Regions from separate parts of the Macaca fascicularis genome. Here region 1 is linked to region 2. A link is a contact called in public Hi-C data. All regions are on one chromosome and are shown on one strand. The core of a region is the stretch at or near the end of the contact, and the rest is flanking DNA. Distances in the headings are between cores, read along the strand shown. Region 1 holds the start of SIPA1L2 (signal induced proliferation associated 1 like 2). Region 2 overlaps PCNX2 (pecanex 2).

Region 1 (6,198 bases), core at 454-2,953, 610 kb after region 2:
TGTTGGAATTATTTCAGGAGTGGATGTGCTGAATCAAAATTGTAAAAAGAATTAATCCCTTGAGTTTGTTTCTTTGGGAACCCCTAGAACATGATGCAATTCACAGAAGAAAGAAGAGTTTTGAGGGATAGAAAGTGAGGCTTGGGCAACAAGGGGAGGGAAAACCTTGGCCTGCGAGAAGGCGAAAGTGGTAAGTTCACACTAGCCTTTAGGCAAATACAATTTTGTAATTCACCATTGATTTTTTTTTTTGATTTAAGCAAAATGTATAGCTTTAATATAGAATTATTTTCAGTAAGATGTCCTGAGGCCAAAATGATGCACTGATATCTTCACACGTGCTGCAATTCCACCGTCTCTGCGCTAAGTTTCAGGCTGTTTGCCTAAAAAGGCAAGAAACAAGAGGGCTGCTGGTAGGAAGACTAGCAAGGAAGGACACACACATTAAAATCTAATACTATTTCTGGAATATTTTATTTGGTGAAGAAGGTTCAGAATCATTCCTGAGATGTGTCTCTTGAAGATCTCTCGCGGTTGACTGTGAGGTGCATACCTTATGGGTTCTGCTCTTGCCTGTATGTATCACCATTGTTCTGCACAGCAAAGGGGCTCACTCAGCACCTGCCGAAGGCAGGAACATTCCGATGAAGGCCAACCTCATGTGACGTGGAGTTCTGGGAAAGTCAGAAAGTCCCATGGACCTTCATAAACGCACACAAATATTTACTCCACAGAATCAATTACAGGCGTTAAAAAAAATACTGTCAACCTTGGTAGTGGGACTTAGGATATTTCAGTTTTAGTTTGCAAAGCACAAGAAGTGGGATGGGAAGGTGAGAGGGTGAGAATTGCGGCTAGCACCGTCATCGAAGAGTGTCTGGTCAGACTTCCATGTATGATCATTATGTATTGGATATTAAGGAGTGGGTTCCTCTTCATCTATTAGACAATGGACATTTGCAGCTGTAGCAGCAAGACCCACCTCAATGACCACCCACTGATCCAGGATCTGCTCCGAGCTGCAGTCGATTTGTGCTTTAGGGATCAAAATGCTGGAGGAGATGTAGTTCTTCTCCTCAAGGCCCTTACAGACAATGAAACGTGCAATAAGGTGAAACGTGAGTATGTCCTCCCTAGGCACTCCCAGGAAAAGTTCCTTCACGGGTGCTGCTCCTGTAGGGTTTTGTTGAGTACATAGGAGATAATGTTGGTATCTCTTGTAGAGTATCTACAATGAATGAGAATACACCTGTCATATGGTGAGCTCTTGAAGAGCCGAGCCTTATGTCCTGTGCATTTTATATTCCCAGCACCTAGCATGGTCTGGAACATCAGAGGATCTCCACGAATGTTTGTTAAATGAATACATGACAATCTTGTAAATGCTGATAATGGGGTGACAGTTGGGAAACTCATCAAAACCTGGAGTGCTCAGGAATTGTATTATGTCACAGGATTGCTTTTTGACCTGTTTAGTCATACCTAATCCCACAGATTATACCTATAATTTAAAGAGATACAAAAGATTGTATAATGTGTACAGCTTTAGATCACAGAGAAATATAGTGTGGGAGGGACCGCCTGTATTTAACTTTTAACAGGGCTGTGTTCTAGGAAGTGTTTGTGATAGGGAAGTAGAGATAACATTCTCTCTTCAGGAAGAAGTCTGACTCTAGAAGGGGAGGAACTGAAAGCCCCAATCCAGTCTCTGGGAACCCAGCTCAAAACTCTGACAAAAAGGCCTGCTCAGGAAATCCTACGGTGTCGCTGGAAGGTAAGTTAGAGGCTCCCTCCACCTGCTTTATTATTTCTGCGTATAGATGACTGTTGCTGTCCATTTAGGCAGTCAATTCCAGTCTAGCTTAAAAGATTCTTCTGAGACCCTTTAATCTTTCTGCATCTAATTCAAATGTCAAGCAATTTACAGTAATAGTTTCAAGTAATGCTTCCTCAAAGGTGAGTCAACATTTCTAAGAAAGTAGAAACGTTGGGTATAAAAAGTTCAATTTTTCCTCGTCGGAAAAACGATCCAAGACATTTCTACCGTGGGCTGAGCGCTGCCTGGAGGGCAGGGAGGAAGGGCTGAGCGGACCGGGCTGGCATGCGGGTGCCTGGAACTGCTGGTCTCTCCGTTTTCCCTGGCTTCTAAAGGTCTCTTAGCAGCATTTCCTGCACGCTGGCACCCCCTGTCCTCCTAAGATTTTACTGCCTGCGTGTTTCTCTGTGATTCCCCACCCTCCGACCCACCGGGCCCGGGGCGCCCTCCGGGGGCCGGCACACAGCAGGGTCTTGCTTCCTCGCGCTGTCTTCTTCATATGGGATCACTTCGAGATGCGGCCGTTTGGGCGTTTGCGCGGCCTCGGCGATTCTGTGGCGTCTTGGGCTGTGTATGTAGCCCCAGCGGCCGAGGCTCACGGATCCAAACGCCCGGCCGCCGCGTCTGTCCCAAGTTGGGCGACAGGAGGGCCGGGTGGGGTCGCGCCTGCGCCAGAGGAAGGCTCAGAACCAGACTCGGGGTTTTTAACTTATTCCTCAGAGGGACGAAAGCGAGTACCGGCGAGGACGGCGACAGCTCTCTATAAGCCTGGGTTCAGGTAGGCTGCCCGGCCCTCGAGCTCGCCCAGCGCCGCTCATGCTGCGCTCCACAGCCCCCTCCCCAAGAAAGGCGTTCGGGCCCCTCCCGGACGCGCCGCTCCCGCGCGCCGCGGGGCCTGGGAACAGCGCACCGGCTGAGCCTGGAGCCCGGCGGGCGGTGAGACTGACGGCGCCCGCGCCCAATCGTGGGGCGGAGCCGAGGGGGCCTGCAGGCGGCGGCCAATGGGAGCCCACAGAGCGGGCGGGGGGCGGTGCCGCCGGCGGGCGGGCGGTGGCATCGGGAGCCGGCGCGGCAGACTGGGAGCCCGGGAGGAGCCGGCGGAGCGAGAGGAGGAGGAGGACGGAGGAAGAGCGCCGCGCCCCCGCCGGCCGCCCGAGTGCAGGCCGAGAGCTCCAGCCTCCGCCGGCGGGTCCGGGCCGCCTCCGCCGGAGCCCGGCGCGGGGAGAGTCCGGGCCGATGGGCAGCCCGGGGCAGCGGCGGGCGGCGAGGCGGCAGCCCCGGTACGCGCCGCCCGGCGCGCACAGGCTGTAGCAGGTCCCGGCGGACGGTGTTGCGAAGGTTCGTGTCGGGGAATCCGACGGGCAGCGTGGCGAGGGTAGGTTCGGGATGGCTACGGCCAGGCGGTGACTGTCCGGAAGGGGAAGGGGATGCCCTTCGGGGGGCTGACGGCGGCGAGGGGCGCGGGGGTGCGAGGGGCACGGGGCAGGGTCCGGCTTGTAGACGCAGATGCACCCGCGCTCCCGGGCCCAGGCTAGGAGAGGAGCCGTCGCCGCCTGTTCTCTCCAAGTTATCGATCGTCTGAAAGGTTATTCCCGTGTCGGCGACACAGGCACTGAGGAGGACCTCCTCCAGGTGCCCAGAACTCCGCTCTGACTAACGCTCTCTGGAAGGGCTCGCGGTTGCCCGACGCAGCTCCCCCGGCGCGCCTCGCGGGCTGACGCCGAACTTGCTGCGGGGCTAATTCCCCTTCTAGAAGGGGTGCGCCCCGAGCGCGCGCCCTCACCGGGACGGATCCCTCTTTGTAAGACCGTGAGCAGCCGGGCGAGCGCCCTTCTCACTCAGCGCGACCTTTCTTCCCACTTTGCCAGCTCCTGTGCCTCCCCGGGTCTTCCCGTGTCAGTGAGGGTAGTTTGCCCACGTCCTAGGAATATCCCCAGGAAAACCTACAGATTAATTTTCAGCCGTGCCGCAAACCCAAAGAATCAATTTCGGCTCATCATCTACAAGAGGAGCCGAGGCTTCTCGGAAAGAGAGAACAACTTGGCATTACTCCTCTGGGAGATATTTGTCATCATTAACCTGCTTCAGTTAAATTAATTTAGCCCAAGATGACTCTGGCCTGAGTATTGGAAAAAATCAAGTGCATTGGTCACGGAATTATGCTCAACAAAACACGATTTTGGTCAAAATAAAATTGTAGACATCTTTGATTTGGTTAGATTGAGACTGGGTTTTGACAAGGATGGCTTTTTTCAAAAATCAAGGAAAAAAACCCTCAAAGAATCTTGGTGGTTCTCATGGCTTTGCTCAGTGAAGTTCAAAATAGTCGCACAGATTTTTCTTTTCTTTGCCTCTTTTGTCTGCAGTCTCCATTCTAAACGTTAACACTAGATGGCTTTCTTATGACAGACGTTTAGTAAACTGCCCATTTGAGTTGCGTTTGTGTGCAGCCTAGGTTGTAATTTTTCTAGTGTTACAATTAGTAATTGAAGAAAAAAGATCTCCCAAACTGTTGCTTTTTATTACTTTCCTAGAAAACCTACACATACCAGTATCTTTGCGGATATTGAGAGGTGGCCTATTATTTTTGGCATTCCTAAAGTTGAATTTCAAGAGACAACTTGGTTACTGTATTTAGTTACATCATTTAAGAATGTCTGTTTCATGTTTGGACTTACTTAAAGAATTCAGAGTTCTGTTTTGTCATCCCGTTTAGACAATATTTCCACTTAAAAGATGTTTATTGCTTGATTGAATTTCACTGCTTGATTCAGAGTTATAAGAGAGTAGTATTCATGAGAAAATGCCATCTTAAGTTTTGGGTATAAATCACGTTGATTCCTCCAAAAGGATTCCATTGATCCATTTTGGGAAGAGATGCAGTTAAAGTATCTGCATGATTCATACCAGGGATTGTGTTAGGGACATCTTCTCCCCAGAGGATATTTGATTTTTTCATTTCTAAGCACAAGCCCTTTTATGACAAGCACAATAGCCCGTAGTTTCAGCAGTAACAGCAGCAGCAGGCTCCCAGTGATGTTTTTTAAGCACTTTTATTCTAAAGCAAGATCATGGCAGCCTGTCCAAATCTTGCCTAGGTAGGCAAACTTATACGCTGGATAAATATCTTGAAATTATCTTGGTAGTGCTCATTTATTGTGTGCCTTGCCCAGCTTAAAATAAGACATATTGAATTTGTTCTAAATTAGAGTGTATTCATAAATAGCTGAAGGAAAAAGAAAAAAGAAAAACTACAGAGCAAACATCTGGGAAGTAGGAAATGAAATCAGAAACAGCTTTTATCAGTACCCACATGCTACCTATAGATGGGGTGAAATGAACTTGTATAAGAAGCAGTGTAAGCACTTGGTCCGGAAAATAAAGCAAGAGCTGGATCATAGGTATGGGGGTGGAGCTTCTGGCTTTTAGTATGGGCCACAGATTTTACCCAGTTGCTTTAAGTATATGTTTTTCATTAAATGCTTTTTATGTATTTAAATCATGGATTTTCTCAAAGAGCTTTAAATGTATGGAATGTAACTTTTAGTCTAATAGGGGAATTATCAGATCATGATTTGGTTTCTATGATGCTTACTGTAGTTAAAGCTGTGTAATATGGATTTGGAAGGTGTTTTTTTTCTTTTTTTTTCTCTCCCCGTTCCCCAAGACTGGGATGGTGTTTTGAAGGGTTCCTTGATACCTGAGCTTAGTAAACACTTGCCCACCTTGTGGGTCTTTTTACCTGAGGCAAAGAGGAAGCGGGTTATTATTTTGAAATTAGCAGTCAATCTATTTCTTAAAGTAAGGAAATACTAGCTACCCTGAAAAACCAGTTGTTTGGTAATTGAAACTGGTTTAAAAGCACTATGGGCATTGAAACTAGTTTAAATGGGATTGTGTTTCCTGCATACTTTGCAAAGAACTATGTGTTTATGTGAATACGGCCCCTTGCCCCCAACCATAATTGGTAAATAAGTGCAGGGTTATTTTTTGAGATTGAGGAAGGCATTGAGTTTTTGAACTTCTGATCAATTTATGGTGGTGATTTAGGATTACAAATCCTGTTAAAGACATACTGAATTTAAAGAAAATTTAGCCTGGGGTATTAATTGAAAAGCTGCTTTTTTTTTTTTTTTTCTGTATTGAACTTCAACGAAATACAAAGTACAGTCCTAGAGAATACTGAACCGTGTTCTAGGTTTTCTACTTCTGTTAATGTGCCTAATTCACTTGCAGGATGAGAGTAGAAAAAGCTTTAGGCACAGACAGGAACCTTGAGCTTCCTGCCTCTACCACCTGTCACGAATGAATTTGGATGAAAGTATTTTCATGATCCCTTACAGCACCAAAATGTGGGGTTTCTTTAACGTGTAAAACGAATG
Region 2 (6,236 bases), core at 3,304-5,803:
TGCCTTCCAGGTTCAAGTGATTCTCCTGCCTCATCCTCCCCAGTAGCTGGGATTACAGGTGCCCGCCACCACGTCTGGCTAATTTTTGTATTTTTAGTAGAGACGGGGTTTTACCATGTTGACCAGGCTCGTCTCAAAACTCCTGACCTCATGATCTGCCAGCCTTGGCCTCCCAAAGTGTTGGGATTACAGGCGTGAGCCACCATGCCTGACAATCTCAGCACTTTTGAAGGCTGAGGTGGGAAGATCACTTGAGCCCAGGAGTCTGAGACCAGCCTGGGCAACATGGCAAGACTCCATCTCTACAAAAAACAAAACAAAATGTAGCAAAAACACCAACAAACAAGAAGAGTTCTAGAAAAGAAGGACACATTGCCATGTGTAATTTCTCTTTCTTGTGCTTCAAAGATAAAGTAAAATAATACACACGGTTTGCTATTATATGTATAGTTAGTCCTTAAGATAGATAATAGAGGGGACTTTGTTATGTGGTGGTGTGGCATTCAGCGGCCCATTTGGGCACGGGAGATATACAGTGCTTCCTGTCAGATGCATAAGCACAAAACTGCAGTCACTTCACTTAGCAAAATTACAGCATTGAAGCTGTTCCCTAGGTAGTTCTGGAAAAGCAGTTAAGGCGCTACCATCTGTTTAATTCGTGCTCAAGAAAAACGAGTCAGTCCTATGTCAGTCAGATGATCTTCTGGATTTAAACTGCTGTCTGACAGGCTTAGGGTGGATATTCCAATTGTCTCAAACTTCTCCCCAGACTCTGACACATGGAAAGCTGTGCTACCCATTCACGGGGGGCTAATTTCTTTGGATTTGTTATAAGCTTTGTCTTTTGCAGAAGCCCATGATGTAATGATGATTTGGGAATCTTTGAGTTGGCTATCTGAAAGAAAAATTCTCAGAAAGCAGAATAAGAACCAGCCATCTGGCTCAATTTAGATCTTTGAATTTCTGAATTAACATACTAGTACGTGTGTGCACTCGTCTGAGCTCATGTGCACCTGGGGATGTCATTGCTGTATCTCCGTCTCTCATGGTAGAGGTAAAGAATGGAACCAGAGTAGAGCCAGTGAAATGCCAGCAGGTCAGGATTTTGCCACATGGAAGGACTGAGTGGCTTGTACCTTACCCCTTGTTCCCATGTGTACTATTACGGCAGTTCGTGGCTCTGAACGAGGCACTTGCCTGCAGTAGCTCTGGTAGTAACAGCCACCATTTGTTAAACACTTATGCACTAAGCTCAGTGTTAAATTACCTAATTTTATCTGCACAACAAACCGAGGTTGGTGATACTAGCTCTATTTTACAGATAAAGAAACTAAGACTGATTGTCAGAAGTGCTCAGCTTCATGTAGATAGTAAGCGGCTGATGGACAGGTGAGTCTCCCTCCCTGCTCCCATCCCCCACAGAGGCGTCACAGGCTCAGGGTTCCTCAGCGCCCAGGCAGGTGTGATAAATAGGTGAGGGGGGCCCAGTGTGGAATGGTAGAGAGGAGTGGTGATGGCTGCAGTAAATCGGAGGGCATTTATCCCATCTGAAGGGCTGCTGCTATGTTAGTCTACTTATGATGGCTCATAAGCCCCAGGTGACAGGATTTTCCAGTTTTTTCCACAAGGAGCTAGAAATGCATATTTGTATCTAAAAGTGTATTTTGTTTCATGTTGTTGATTTTAATTTTTTTTTTTTTTTTTTTTTTTTGAGATGGAGTCTCCCTCTGTCACCCAGTCTGGAGTGCAGTGGCGCGATCTTGGCTTACTGCAACCTCCGCCTCCTGGGTTCAAGTGATTCTCCTGCCTCCGCCTCCTGAGTAGCTGGGATTACAGGCACGTGCCACCTGGCCTCAGCTAATGTTTTTGTATTTTTAGTAGAGACAGGGATTCACCATGTTAGCCAGGATGGTCTCAATCTCCTCACCTCGTGATCCGCCTGCCTCGGCCTCCCAAAGTGCTGGATTACAGGCGTGAGTCACCGCGCCCAGCCGATTTTAATTTTTTTTTTTTTTTAATACCACTACAGATCACAGGTTGTGCGTGGTTGACTGTGGCCTGTGCACTACCTGTGGTCAGCCTCTGCCCTGCCTCTCCAGTGGGAAAGCGCTTGCCCTCAGCTCTTCTTGCGCACATGTGCGGCATCCAGACGCCCTTGGTGGTTCCCACTTTGCAGGCGCCTCCAAACCACCTTGCTAAGGTCTCCACTCATTGCTCCCTTTTGAAACTCTCATCTTTGAAAGCTCAAGTTACAATCTGCCTCTGTTATACTTCTTTTCCTTCTCAGTCCTCCCTGTGAAAATAAATTCATCTCTTCAAGTTGCTGCCAGGAGGATGCTGATCACATTCTCCCTGGTATCTCATTTACTTGTAGAGAGTTCCCATCTCTTTTTCTAGATTGCATGCATCTAAAACCAGCCTTCACTTAGCCCTTTATAGGTAGGTGCTCAATAAATGTGGGATTAAATCAAATGAATCATTGGAAGTGACAAAGATGGCCCAGTTGGAGTTCTGGGATGAAGGACAGCAGGAGAAGCTAAACAGGAGGGGCCGAGTAGGGCCCTGGGGCACCTGAAACTGGTGGAGGAGTGTGGTTTGTTCTCTATGCAGCAGGAGTGATGGGAATCTATGTGCAGAGCAAAACAACCCTGATGAATGTGGGATTATCAAAACGACCTCAACAAATAAATCCCTCATCTTTGATGGGACGGTTAGAGGGAGAGCCAAAGCACTAGCAGTTTGCCAGATCAACGCATTTGAACACAGAATGTGATCTCCTCCTTTTATAAGTGGGGAAGTACAGTAAAATGAAACCTGTAAAATGACCCGTTTTAAACCAATCTACATAGAAATCAGAGGTAGAGACTCAAATTTTCCAGCCCTGAGTTTTTATTATTTTTATTTTTTATTTTTTTGGGACAGGGTCTTGCTCTGTGGCCTAGGCTGGAGTGCACTGACGTGATCTTGGCTCACTGCAACTTCTGCCTCCTGGGTTCAAGCAATTCTCCTGCCTTAGCCTCTCAAGTAGCTGGGATTATAGGCACACACCACCACACCTGGCTAATTTTTACTAGAGATGGGGTTTTGTCATGTTGGCGAGGCTGGTCTCGAACTCCTGGACTCAAAGTGATTTGCCCTCCTCACCCTCCCAAAGTTCTGGGATTATAGGCGTGAGCCACCATGCCCAGTCCAGCCCTGTGTTTTATTAGTTCATAAGGAAACAATTTTCTCTGTCTGTATGAAAGCTAAAAACAGAGGAAAATCTGACATTGAGAATTTTACTTCCTTGAAATCAGAGGTTTAGTATCTAGCTATATGAACACAAATTTTGTCTCGGACTTATCTGGGTTCAAATTCCAGCACTGATATTTACTTTTTGTTTGACATTGTGCAACTTGCTTAACCATCTTAAGTATCCATTTTCTAACAAAAAAAAATGCAGATAATACCTCTGTAATAATTCACTGGTTTGCTTTAAAAATTAAATGTGGGCCGGGCATGGTGGCTCACGCCTGTAATCCCAGCACTTTGGGAGGCCATGGCAGGCGGATCACAAGGTCAGGAGTTGAAGACCAGCCGAATCAACATAGTGAAACCGTGTCTCTAATAAAAATACAAAAATTAGCTGGGTGTGGTGGCATGCACCTATAATCCCAGGTACTTGGGAGGCTGAGGCGGGAGAATCACTTGAACCTGGGAGGCAGAGGTTGCAGTGAGCCAAGATCACACCACTGCACTCCAGCAAGGGCAACAGAGCAAGACTACGTCTCAAAAAATAAATAAATAAATAAATAAATAAATGTGATAGTACACATGCAGTGTTTAGGACAGTGCCTGCCATAGAGGGCCCTCAGTCAATGTTGGCTGTTGTTACTATCTTTGGATAGAGGCAGAAGGACTTCAGGTAAAGTGCACTGTGACTTGATATACCAAAAGATGTTGACTTTTGTTTCTTGAGTTTTTATAACAAAACACCCGATTTTATATAACAAAAATACTTTGGGCCAGGTGGAAGCCTTTCCTCTAGTCCTTTATGAGTTGGTTTATGTGATTTGAAGGCATTCCCCTTATTAACCTGTTGTGTTCCAACATCTTGGCATGTATAGTTTTAGAGTAGGTCCTTTAATATGATGTTCTTGGCTTTTAATGCAATTTGATTTTAAGTTCTTCTATTACAGTAAACATAAACTTTGATTTTGAACTTGGAAGGATGCCTACTTGGGGCTGTAAGTCATTCAGCCATGGAAGATATATTGGAAAAGCAGGTTTTTCCCTATGAGGTGACTTCAGTGGCTGGGATTGTCTCCAACTGGGCCATTAAATGACTGATTCTTATTATTGGCAAAAAAGCCATTCCTCTTAGCTATTGTTCAGCCTTGTTACCATGGGACAGTTTTATATCCCTGACTCCCAAGTATGAATAGGGAATTGTTAGTAATGTAACTTGATGTCTCTTTGGGGATTCCTGAAGGAAACCGGGAGAGGAAACAGACTTCTCTCCGTGGCCTCACTGTCGCTGTGGGAACCAGTGCAGTTCTTGTGGACTGCTCCAGAAACACAGCAGCATTTTCTGCTTGTACGATAGCTGCCCATAGAGCAGGTACCTTTGGTAACATTAGCTAGCACAGTTCTGCTTTCCCCAGAAACTGGAATGAGGAAACTACAACTTGAATTGCAGCCTTTAGAATTGCTAGTAGGAAAAACTGCCAGAGGATAAATCCACTTGAGTATTTTATTACCCAGAACACAAGATTGATTCAATAGTTCAGAGCCAAAATGAACTAATTTGCCTGGAAAGTTGGAATTGCTAATCTGCCTGGAAAACCGAAGTGGAAGTAGGCAATCTGCCTAGGAAGTTGGAGGTGAAGCTGCTTAGAAAGTTGAAATGTGTTTTTGAGTGCAAAGGGTTTGTTGCAGAGTGAATTTTTATTACTACTCAGTAGAGCTTGTAATTAAAGCTTGATGGTTTCTCTTTTTTGTTCAGCAAATATTTATATTTCTTTGTGTTTAAATTAATCCAAGTAATATAGCAGAACGTTCTTCTATGAACAATCTATAACCATGTTTCCGTATGAATCTGGCTTTTCCAGTGTCATAAACAATCTAATGGAAATGCATGCAAAATGCATATCATCTGCTCCCCAGTGAAATCTGATTGGAAAGACATGATATTTACATTCATTTTGAGGATCTATAACTCATAAAGTAGGCATGGTACTCTTCTGAATGGAAGAGTCATTCTGTAGCAAATTCATTTGCAGGACTTTTTTGGGGAATTTTTTTTTATCAAGGATGGAACTTCAACTTGTTTTTATTTAAAAAATAGAGTAGGATGGTAATATAAATATTTATGTGAATTCACTTATTCATGGCTTTTGTTTTTGAATTATTGTAGCAAAGATTGAAGTAGATATTTTCAGTTTATAAATTAGGCTTATGTTTGAAAGCTGCCCTAAATCTCTAATCCCGCTGTGTACCATACTCCAAAGGTGGACTGAAGCCCTATACTTAATCTTTACTACCTCCTCAGAGTTCTTACTCTTTTGTTGACATTATCAGCTTCTCTGACCCTTATCTCAAAAAGACCTCTTACTTATTGGGATTAACTTTCAGGAAAGTCCTCTAAAGCCACAATGTTTAATTATCTACCTGGTTCCCAGAGAAGATAAGCAGGCAGAAAGCAGCAAGAAGTAATCGTGTCTGTTTAGACTGGGTTTTTAACTTTAGTCAGAATAAATAATAGTGACACTCTGGTTTGGAGTAGCTGAGCAGGAATGTGGGGCAACGAAACAAGTCAACTAGATATTCAAAATGAAGAGTAAAACGTTGTAACTTCTCTCAGTATTAGATATACCCAGTACCATGTGCCATTCAATGATAGTTTGGAAATTTCATCTTTTATTACAAATATTTGAGGTATGCATATAGCTGCCTCACTCACTTAATTTGGGTAGTAGAGAGATAGATATTTGCTGCCTCAAATTTGAAAAACTTTTGCAGTTTCTTGGTGCCTTTGATCACATGGAGGTGAAAAAGATTGGCAAGAGGTAGATGATCACCTGGGTCTGCCTTGGAATAGTGTCTGCCCTCCCAAATTTCCATGTCCTCTCTTTTTGGCGTTCACTCTTTACTCTTTGCTCCTTTCGCTGTCATTCTTATCTTGTTTTCTTAGACATGTTAGAAAGAGATTGTACTTTCACCCAGGCATAGAGTCATAAGGACAAAAGGTTTGTGAG

The links. A called contact is a pair of places that touch in the nucleus more often than the background predicts.
Region 1: a contact with region 2 is called in a Hi-C map of skeletal muscle, with 10 times the contacts expected there. The contact joins the promoter of SIPA1L2 here to the enhancer-like site in region 2. A contact is called at or near these places in 2 of 2 Hi-C or Micro-C datasets (liver and skeletal muscle).

What each region holds. Positions count from the first base shown.
Region 1 is chr1:16,477,431-16,483,628 of T2T-MFA8v1.1, forward strand. SIPA1L2 (signal induced proliferation associated 1 like 2) reads left to right here and starts at 1,704. Exons shown (of 21, transcript XM_073996454.1): 1 at 1,704-1,774.
Region 2 is chr1:15,866,613-15,872,848 of T2T-MFA8v1.1, forward strand. All of the region lies in intron 8 of PCNX2 (pecanex 2), which reads left to right. Among named protein-coding and RNA genes, the nearest start is that of PCNX2, 52 kb to the left of the region's middle. Within about 2 kb of position 4,554, at least 1 of the 6 cell types and tissues checked has an H3K27ac peak or open chromatin away from gene starts, as enhancers often do.